2 separate regions of the Delphinus delphis genome follow, and region 1 is linked to region 2. The links are chromatin contacts, called in public Hi-C maps. All regions are on one chromosome and are shown on one strand. Each heading gives the region's core, a stretch centred on a gene start, on an enhancer-like site or on the middle of the called end of the contact. The rest is flanking DNA. Distances are from core to core; before and after follow the strand shown.

What was found. Hi-C and Micro-C count contacts between places; a contact is called where the count stands out from the background.
Region 1: a Hi-C map of lung shows a contact between it and region 2, with 2.7 times the contacts expected there. The contact joins the promoter of SRSF4 here to the promoter of EPB41 in region 2. A contact is called at or near these places in 3 of 3 Hi-C or Micro-C datasets (lung and muscle).

Annotation. Positions count from the first base shown.
Region 1 is chr1:22,622,628-22,626,315 of mDelDel1.2, forward strand. It overlaps SRSF4 (serine and arginine rich splicing factor 4), which reads right to left and starts at 2,359. Exons shown (of 6, transcript XM_060017656.1): 1 at 2,009-2,359. The coding sequence starts at 2,115. It overlaps MECR (mitochondrial trans-2-enoyl-CoA reductase), which reads right to left. Exons shown (of 10, transcript XM_060017668.1): 10 at 3,158-3,688.
Region 2 is chr1:22,363,304-22,366,767 of mDelDel1.2, forward strand. EPB41 (erythrocyte membrane protein band 4.1) reads left to right here and starts at 1,651. Exons shown (of 19, transcript XM_069540881.1): 1 at 1,651-3,464.

The DNA of each region.
Region 1 (3,688 bases), core at 1,109-3,608, 260 kb after region 2:
TCCACACTTCAAAGCCTATTTCAGACAAACCATTCCAAGTTTCACTTCGTGAGTTTAAATTGAGAGCAAGCACTGCTTAACTCAAAGTGTATGTTATAACCACAAGCACTTAATTCACTCAAGGGCAGAACTGGTTTTCTGCCTCCTCCCTTCATTTAGCACAGTAGAGGCATCTTGTCGGTTATCAACATATTTGTTCCATTAATTAGCTTTCCTATTAACATCAACATCATTTTCTGCTCACTATCACTTGAGTAACCTTAGAGAACAGACCTCACCAAATACGCTTCGTGTTACTAAACACTTAAGCTAAGATGTCTCCTTATGATCAAGGTCAAATCCCTTTGATTATAGCTACCATTTACAGCTATGAGCCAAATGCTTTACAACTATTATCTCTAATCTTCCTTTTCCTGGTGGATGAGGAAACTCAGAATCAGAGAAGTAACTTGCCCATAGGTAGTAAGTGGTGAAGCTACGATTTGACCCAGGCCTGTTTGCTTTCAAAACCCATGCTTTCCCCACAAAATTTACTGTCAACTTAATTGGGCTCTGAAGAAAACTGGGAGTTTGAACTTGACTGTTCAGACATATGATATGTATCACAAGAACAACCCCCTGCCCACTTTATCTAGTATGTTTAAGAACTGAAAGCTCTATTGAACAAAATGAGTAACTTCCTAAACCTTCTACTCTAAAAGAAATCAGCATTCATAATAAACACTTGATGGAGGACATTTTCCTTAGTAAGAAGGTGATCTTCCTAACAATCAATTTGAAATGACTTGTTAAAATTTTAAACTCAGCCAAGAGTTTGAGTACATTGTAGCTTCCAATTTTTCTCAAATGCTCAACTTAGGTATCTTTTATAACTTCTCAAGTGTTAGTTGCTAGTATTACATTGGGGAGTAAACTCTAGCTGTATCAGACCTGTTGCAAAGTAGATCTTAAAAAAAAAAAAGACTGCCAAGAGTTCTTCTAACAGCCAAGGTTTAGTACCCTAAAATGCTTCCCCCACTCCTTTTATTTTTTTATATCCATGTCTTTGAAGTCCTACCTAACATTTCCCGGTTCTCACAGTTTTCCCCGTAGAATATCTTCTCCAGGGCTGACTCCTCATGCTTCCCCTGAAACTTGTAGCCCCTGCGGGCCCTGCTCTACCAAAGTAGATTAGGAATACAAGTAACAGACCATACCCGGGTGGGTAGTAAGTTAGCAATTTCCTAAACTGTAGGTCTCCGTCTACATCAACTAGTTGACTAGTCACGGGGGCCACTATTCTCTAACAAATTCTACAACGACAAAACAATTTTTTGGCAAGTTGGAGAACGGAAACCCCAGCATGGAAACTCTGTACGCAGTCTTGAAGATAGCAGGCTAAGACTTTAATTTACCCTTGTAGAGGGAACGGTGAAGGCTTTCAGCACCGCAAGCCGATACTTTCGAAACCGTCCCTAGACTACTCAAACTAGAGTCTCCCGCCCAAAAAAGTGTAGCACATGGCAAGTCTAAAAAGGGCGTCCCTTCAGAGCTCCAGTCCCCGGGAGAGATGCGTTGTGACCATCTGATCCATTAGACTGGGGAAGAGTTCGTGAAAAGGGAGAAGGAAATCTGTTTGTTTCCAGCAGCCCTCAGAGCGGGAAAGGTCGGTCTCTACTGAAGATGAACCAGGCTCCGGCTCCAGCGCCTGGGAAGGAAAAACCCAGGCCTCCCCGGAGCCCTGGAGCTGTGCCCTCCCTCCCAGCGCCCCAATCCCACTCAGGTTTTCCTTCTTCCCGTCCCACTCAGAGCCTCACCATCGCTCCCATTATCCCTCCAACACCCCCACCCGCGCAGGCGCAGTGGGAACTGGGGCCTACCCGCGCCCCCGAGGCGCCGCGACTATGGCGGAGCCGGAGCAGGCCGGCAGCTCCGCGCGGGGTAGGCGTCCCACTCCCGTCCCCGCGGCCTCCCCGCCACCGCCGGGGCCCCGTCCCCACCCGGCAGGCCCCTCTTCCGTCCTCCTCACCCGTTCTTCAGATCCACCTCCAGGATCTTCCCGTAGCCCTTAAAGAAGCGCTCCACATCGCGCTCCCGGGCCTGGTAGCTCAGGCGGCCGATGTACACCCGTGGCATCCCGGCAACAGCTTCGGCGGCGGCGGCTTGGCCTGGCCCCAGCCCCCCTAGGCGGCGGCCGGCGAAGCGAAAGCGCGGCGACGGCGGCGGCGGCAACGGGCGGGCGGCGGGACGGACGCAGCCGAACCCGGCGACGTACGCGAGCACGCAGCTCGCGAGCACGCGCCTCCAGCCTCCCCCGCCCTTCCCGCAAGAGGAGGGTAACGGAAGGGAGCGCGCGTTCGCTTCCCGCCCGGCCGGGGCTTGCCGGGGGGCGCGCCGGCGCGGGGCGGGGCCAGGTGATCGACAGGCGGCGCGGGCGGTGCGGGGGCCTTCAGTCTCCGGGCACGTTCTCTCGCGAGCTTGGCGCGCAGCGCCTGCGCCGCCTTCCGTAGCCCGTTGGCTTTCCTCCTTCCCCCCGGAAGTGTCCGCAGCTCTCCCATAGCTCTTCGAATATTTCTGCTTTTGTCCTTTGATCCGGGAGTGGTTTCGGCTTTAGAGTAGATTTGGAATTGAACCTGGCTTCTAACCGTCTAAGTATCTGACCTTGGTGTCGTTATGCGCCTCCCTTTTGAGCCTCGTTTATCTTCTCTGTAAAAGGGGGATAGTAATTCCAGCCTTCCAGCGTTGTTTTGAGAATTATAGGCGTACTGTCCTCAGCACATCTTAAGTGCCCAATAAAGTAACGCCAATATTACTTTAAAAATAGGATGACTTGCTTCAGTGGAAGCGGTGTGGAAAGTGGAGAAGGCTGGAACTTTGGAGCTAGATTAGGCTTGGCACTGGCTAAATTAACTGGACCAACTTAACCTATTTTCTTTTAAATCTCTTTTCTAACTTGTAAAATTAGAATAATTTATCCCATCTCAATGGACTACAGGGTAACTAAAAGTATATGTGGAAGGGTTTGAAACAGTATCTGGAACATGGTAGGAGCTCAATAAATATTGGTTCCCTTCTCACTAACCCAGTTTACCTGGAACCACAAAGGAGTTTTGTTTCTTTGCTGTTTTTACTTCGAAAATTATATGTTGAACGGATAATTTATTAACTGGTTTAAATGATATACAGTGAAACGTCTTCCCATCTCTGTCCTCTGGTGGCCTAGAGGCACAATATAATGTTTCTTAAATGTCCTTTCAGAGGTTTTACACATGAAAAGCAAATGGTGGTGGTGTACTATACATACAGTTCTGCACTAAGTATAATTTGAAAATCATTCCATTAGAGTACAAAAGGAGCTTCCTCAGGACTATTTTATGGCTCATAATATGCCATTTTATACACAGTAATTTCTTTAATCATTGCCCTAGGAAAGGACGTTGAGATAGATTGAAACCTTTTGTTTTAACAGCTTCACTGAGTAACTTTGTATATATACATATATGTAGGATCTATTCCTAGAAGTAGAATAGCTGGGTCAAAGGGTGTGGGCAAACATAGTTCTGATAGATATTGCTTAATTTTCCACAAGCACCTGTTTTTCCATCTCCTCATCAACACGTTATGAAACTTTATGATCGTTGTCAATCTGATAGCTGAAAAATGGTATCTTGGGATAATTTAACTTGCAGTTATGTTGAGTGGAGTGAGC
Region 2 (3,464 bases), core at 401-2,900:
GAGATTCTGTGGTGCATTGGAGCCTGTGCACCTTTACCAGAAAGCATCCCCTAGATCTAGGGGCTCAGACCCTTCTCTGCTAGACTGTGAGCCTCTTGAAGGCGGGGACCAGGGCCCTGAAAACTAAAACAAGACTTGGCTCAGAGGAGGCTTCAGTGAATTTGGGGGAGCAAACCATGAATTTATAACTTTGATATAACGTTAACATCAATAATCATAATAAAGGCTGACACTTTTTGGATGCTTACCCTGAGACTGGCACTGTTCTTTGTACTTTACATGGATTATTTCATTTAACAGCACAGCTTGTAAGTAGCAGTGTTGGGTTCTGAGACTAAGGCAGTCTGATTCCAGAGTCCATCTAATAGGAAGACCACTGAAGTCATAGGAAGTCACTAGTCCTCAGTGAGCTTCAGTATGCTCCATTTGCCCCCAGAAGTGATTAGCTCTCCATGGCTCTCCAACCTGAAATATCCTATGATTTTATGATTCTTTGATTCCTCAGCAGGGAAGAGGGATTAGGTTTGTTCTCTGTGGGCAGGACTCCTCAAGGGCAGAGCTGGCCTTCATTTTAGGCAGAGCTTTTGAAGTCTCAGGACGTTTTTAAAATGAAGGCGGCCTGACTGGTAGGTGGTGAGCTTCCTGTCATTGGAAGTATGTGAGAACAGGTCTGAAATGAGGTAAAGAGGGGAGGGGACTTGGACCAGTGACTATGTAAGCCCCTTCCAGCGCTGATGGGATGGACAATCAGGAGGGGGAAAGTCTCTGAGAAGAGTGGCAAGATGGGGATGAAGGGAGAACCCACATTTACTGAACGCCACCAACTGTGTGACAGACCTGCCCTTGACACTTAACATATATCGCTAATTCTCAGGAAAACATTGTAAGATTTATAGTTGAGGAAATTCAGATTCAGAGAAGTGACTCGCTCGAGGTCACACAGGTGGGACAGGCCACCAAGGGGTCCTCGCCAGGGTCACTTCCCTAAGTCCCTTATGACAAACTCCCTATCTCCCTTCCAGCCTTAAGGGTAGCACCACGTGGCAAATTGCACCATACTTTCGCCATATGACGTCAGACACCACACCAGCCAATCCAGCAGCTCTCTGCCCGACCCTCCCCAGACCCAAAGGGTCAGCACCCTGCCGCCCAGAGCTAGGCGTCCGGTCAGGCCGCACCTGCAGCCCCCGCCCCTTCCCGGTTGCGACGCTCACAGTGCCTGGCTCTTTCCCCCACGCCGCCCCGCTGACTGGCAGTTGCCTGCACCAATCAGAAGGCGCCCCGGGTCGGGGGCGGGGCCTCAAGCCGGAGTTGCCCTGTCAGTGCAGGTGGAGGCCCCCGGCGGGGCAAAGTGGCAGGAACCTCTTAAAGGGCAAGAGTGGCGGAGGGCGAGAACGCGGCCCGGCCCGGCCCAGCCAGGTCTCCGCCCCATCCGGCCCAGGTGAGCCCGGACCGCCTGGGGCCGACCCCGGGAGGGACGGGGTGAGAGACGGATGGACCCACTCCCTAGGGCCCGGGCCGTCCCGCGGGTGGGGAGAGATCTGGTCCTAGGGGTCGGGATCGGGGGCTCTAGGGGTCCCGGGTTCCAAGTTCCGAACTGGGGGTCCAGAGGGGCCTGGGCGTCTCGAAGTTCGGAGTGCGGGGAGGGGCAGGGGCGACGGGAAGCGGGTCCGAGAGCTCGCGTCCGGAGATGGACTCTTGGCGCTGGCGATCCCAGCCGGTCCCGGGCTTGTCTGGGTCGGGGGTCCCGGGTTAGGTGCCGGCGGGCGTGTCTCTAAGGAGTGCTGCAGCCCAGCCCTCCCCCCAACCCCGCCCTGTCGGGCCCCGAGTGCTCCTGCCGGGCCAGCTGCAGCGCCGGCGGAGCGGGCGGGCTGGCGGCGTGCAGCGGGAGGGGGCACCCGGGCCCAGGGCCCCTCCGGCCCTTACGTAACTGACTTTGAGTTTCCGGACTGAGGGACCCGTGAGCTGGGGCGCAGGCTCTGCCCGCCAGGGTGGCTCTCCGGTCGCCGCCCTGGACGCACACGCTCCCTTCCAGGCTTGGTCTAGGAGACTTCTCTCTGTCTCCAGTCGGCCGAGTCTCTCTGTCGTGCTCTGGTTCCTGCTTGCCCGCGGTTCCCTGTGTCTCTTATCTCCTCTGTGTGGCCCAGTCTCTCCCTGTCCCTGTCCTCTGTCTTTCTCTGAGAGTTTTCTGCCCTCGCCTACACTTTCCTATCCTACCCCGAAAGAGAGACCCCACCTCTTTGGGGGTAGGATAGGACTTCTCCCCTCCAACAAATTGAGGGCCGGGACTTGTCCAGATCGACCTCAGCCCTAGCTTGCCCCAGAAGGCGGGAGGGGAGGACTACCCCATGGGACTGGGGGAGGTTACTCCGAGGCCCACAGCTTCTTCTGGGAGGGAGTGGCTGAATGTGACACCCTTAAGTTCCCGGATTAGGGCTGAAGGCAGACCCCTCTCTGCTTCTGGAGTCATTTTCTCCAGGAGGAGGCTTGGGGAGAGCCTGACCTGGGCTTGGGCTTAGGGAAGCTGGGAGTCCGTGTGAGAACTGCCTGGTGTCAGGTCAGCCTAGCTGCTCAGCTACTGAAGGGAAGAGAGTGGGGCCGGGGAGGGGCCAGAGCACGGGCACAGAGCCCCTGATGTTACTGCATGCTCCCAACTTCACCCCAGTTACAGGCCTGGGGACTGGCGTGGGCAGGCGATCAACAGGAGGAGGCCAGAGGACTTTTGCATGGGGGGCGGGGGAGGGTGGAGATAGAAGTGACAGACTCTCAGGTCTAAGGAGCACTTACTGGGATCACTCCCTGCTTTCAGGTCCCTCCTGAGTGTCAGAGAGACAGACACCTCAGAAATAACTCCCATACTGGCTGCTGTCCGGTGCATGTAAACAAGGTGTACCTGCTGCTGTCGGGTGCATGTAAACAAGGTGTTAATAGCAGCTATGAGGTGGTAATTGTTAATTCTGACTAGGAATGGGGGAGGAGAGACTTTGCAGAGGGGGTGGAAGTTTTGGGAAGAAGGGCATCCAGAAGCTGTAGGGAGCAGAGAGGAGGGACAGGAGGGGACTTCTGGTACCCTGTAGGCTTTACATGCAGCAGAACTGGGTTTGAGTCCTGGTCCTGCCACTTCCTTGCTATGTGACCTTGCATGAATCACTTCACCTCTCTGAGCCCCAGGTTCCTCCTTAGTCAATAATCCAGCTCTTACAGGCATTAGCAGAATCAAATGAGGCAAAGCATGTGCGGTGACCAGAATGGTAACTGTTCTGGGAACAGGCCAACAGGGGTGTTTTAAGAAGGGAATAGAGTGAGGAAGCCCTGAGGTTTCCTCTGGGTATATAGGAGAGACAGGCAGAGCCTGCCAGTTCCTAGCACTGTGGGATGCAGGAGGAGTGCCTGGGTGTGTGGGTGACACGCATGTGTTTCCTGCTCAGCCCATCCCTGAACTGCCTAGACCAGGCTGGCCTCCC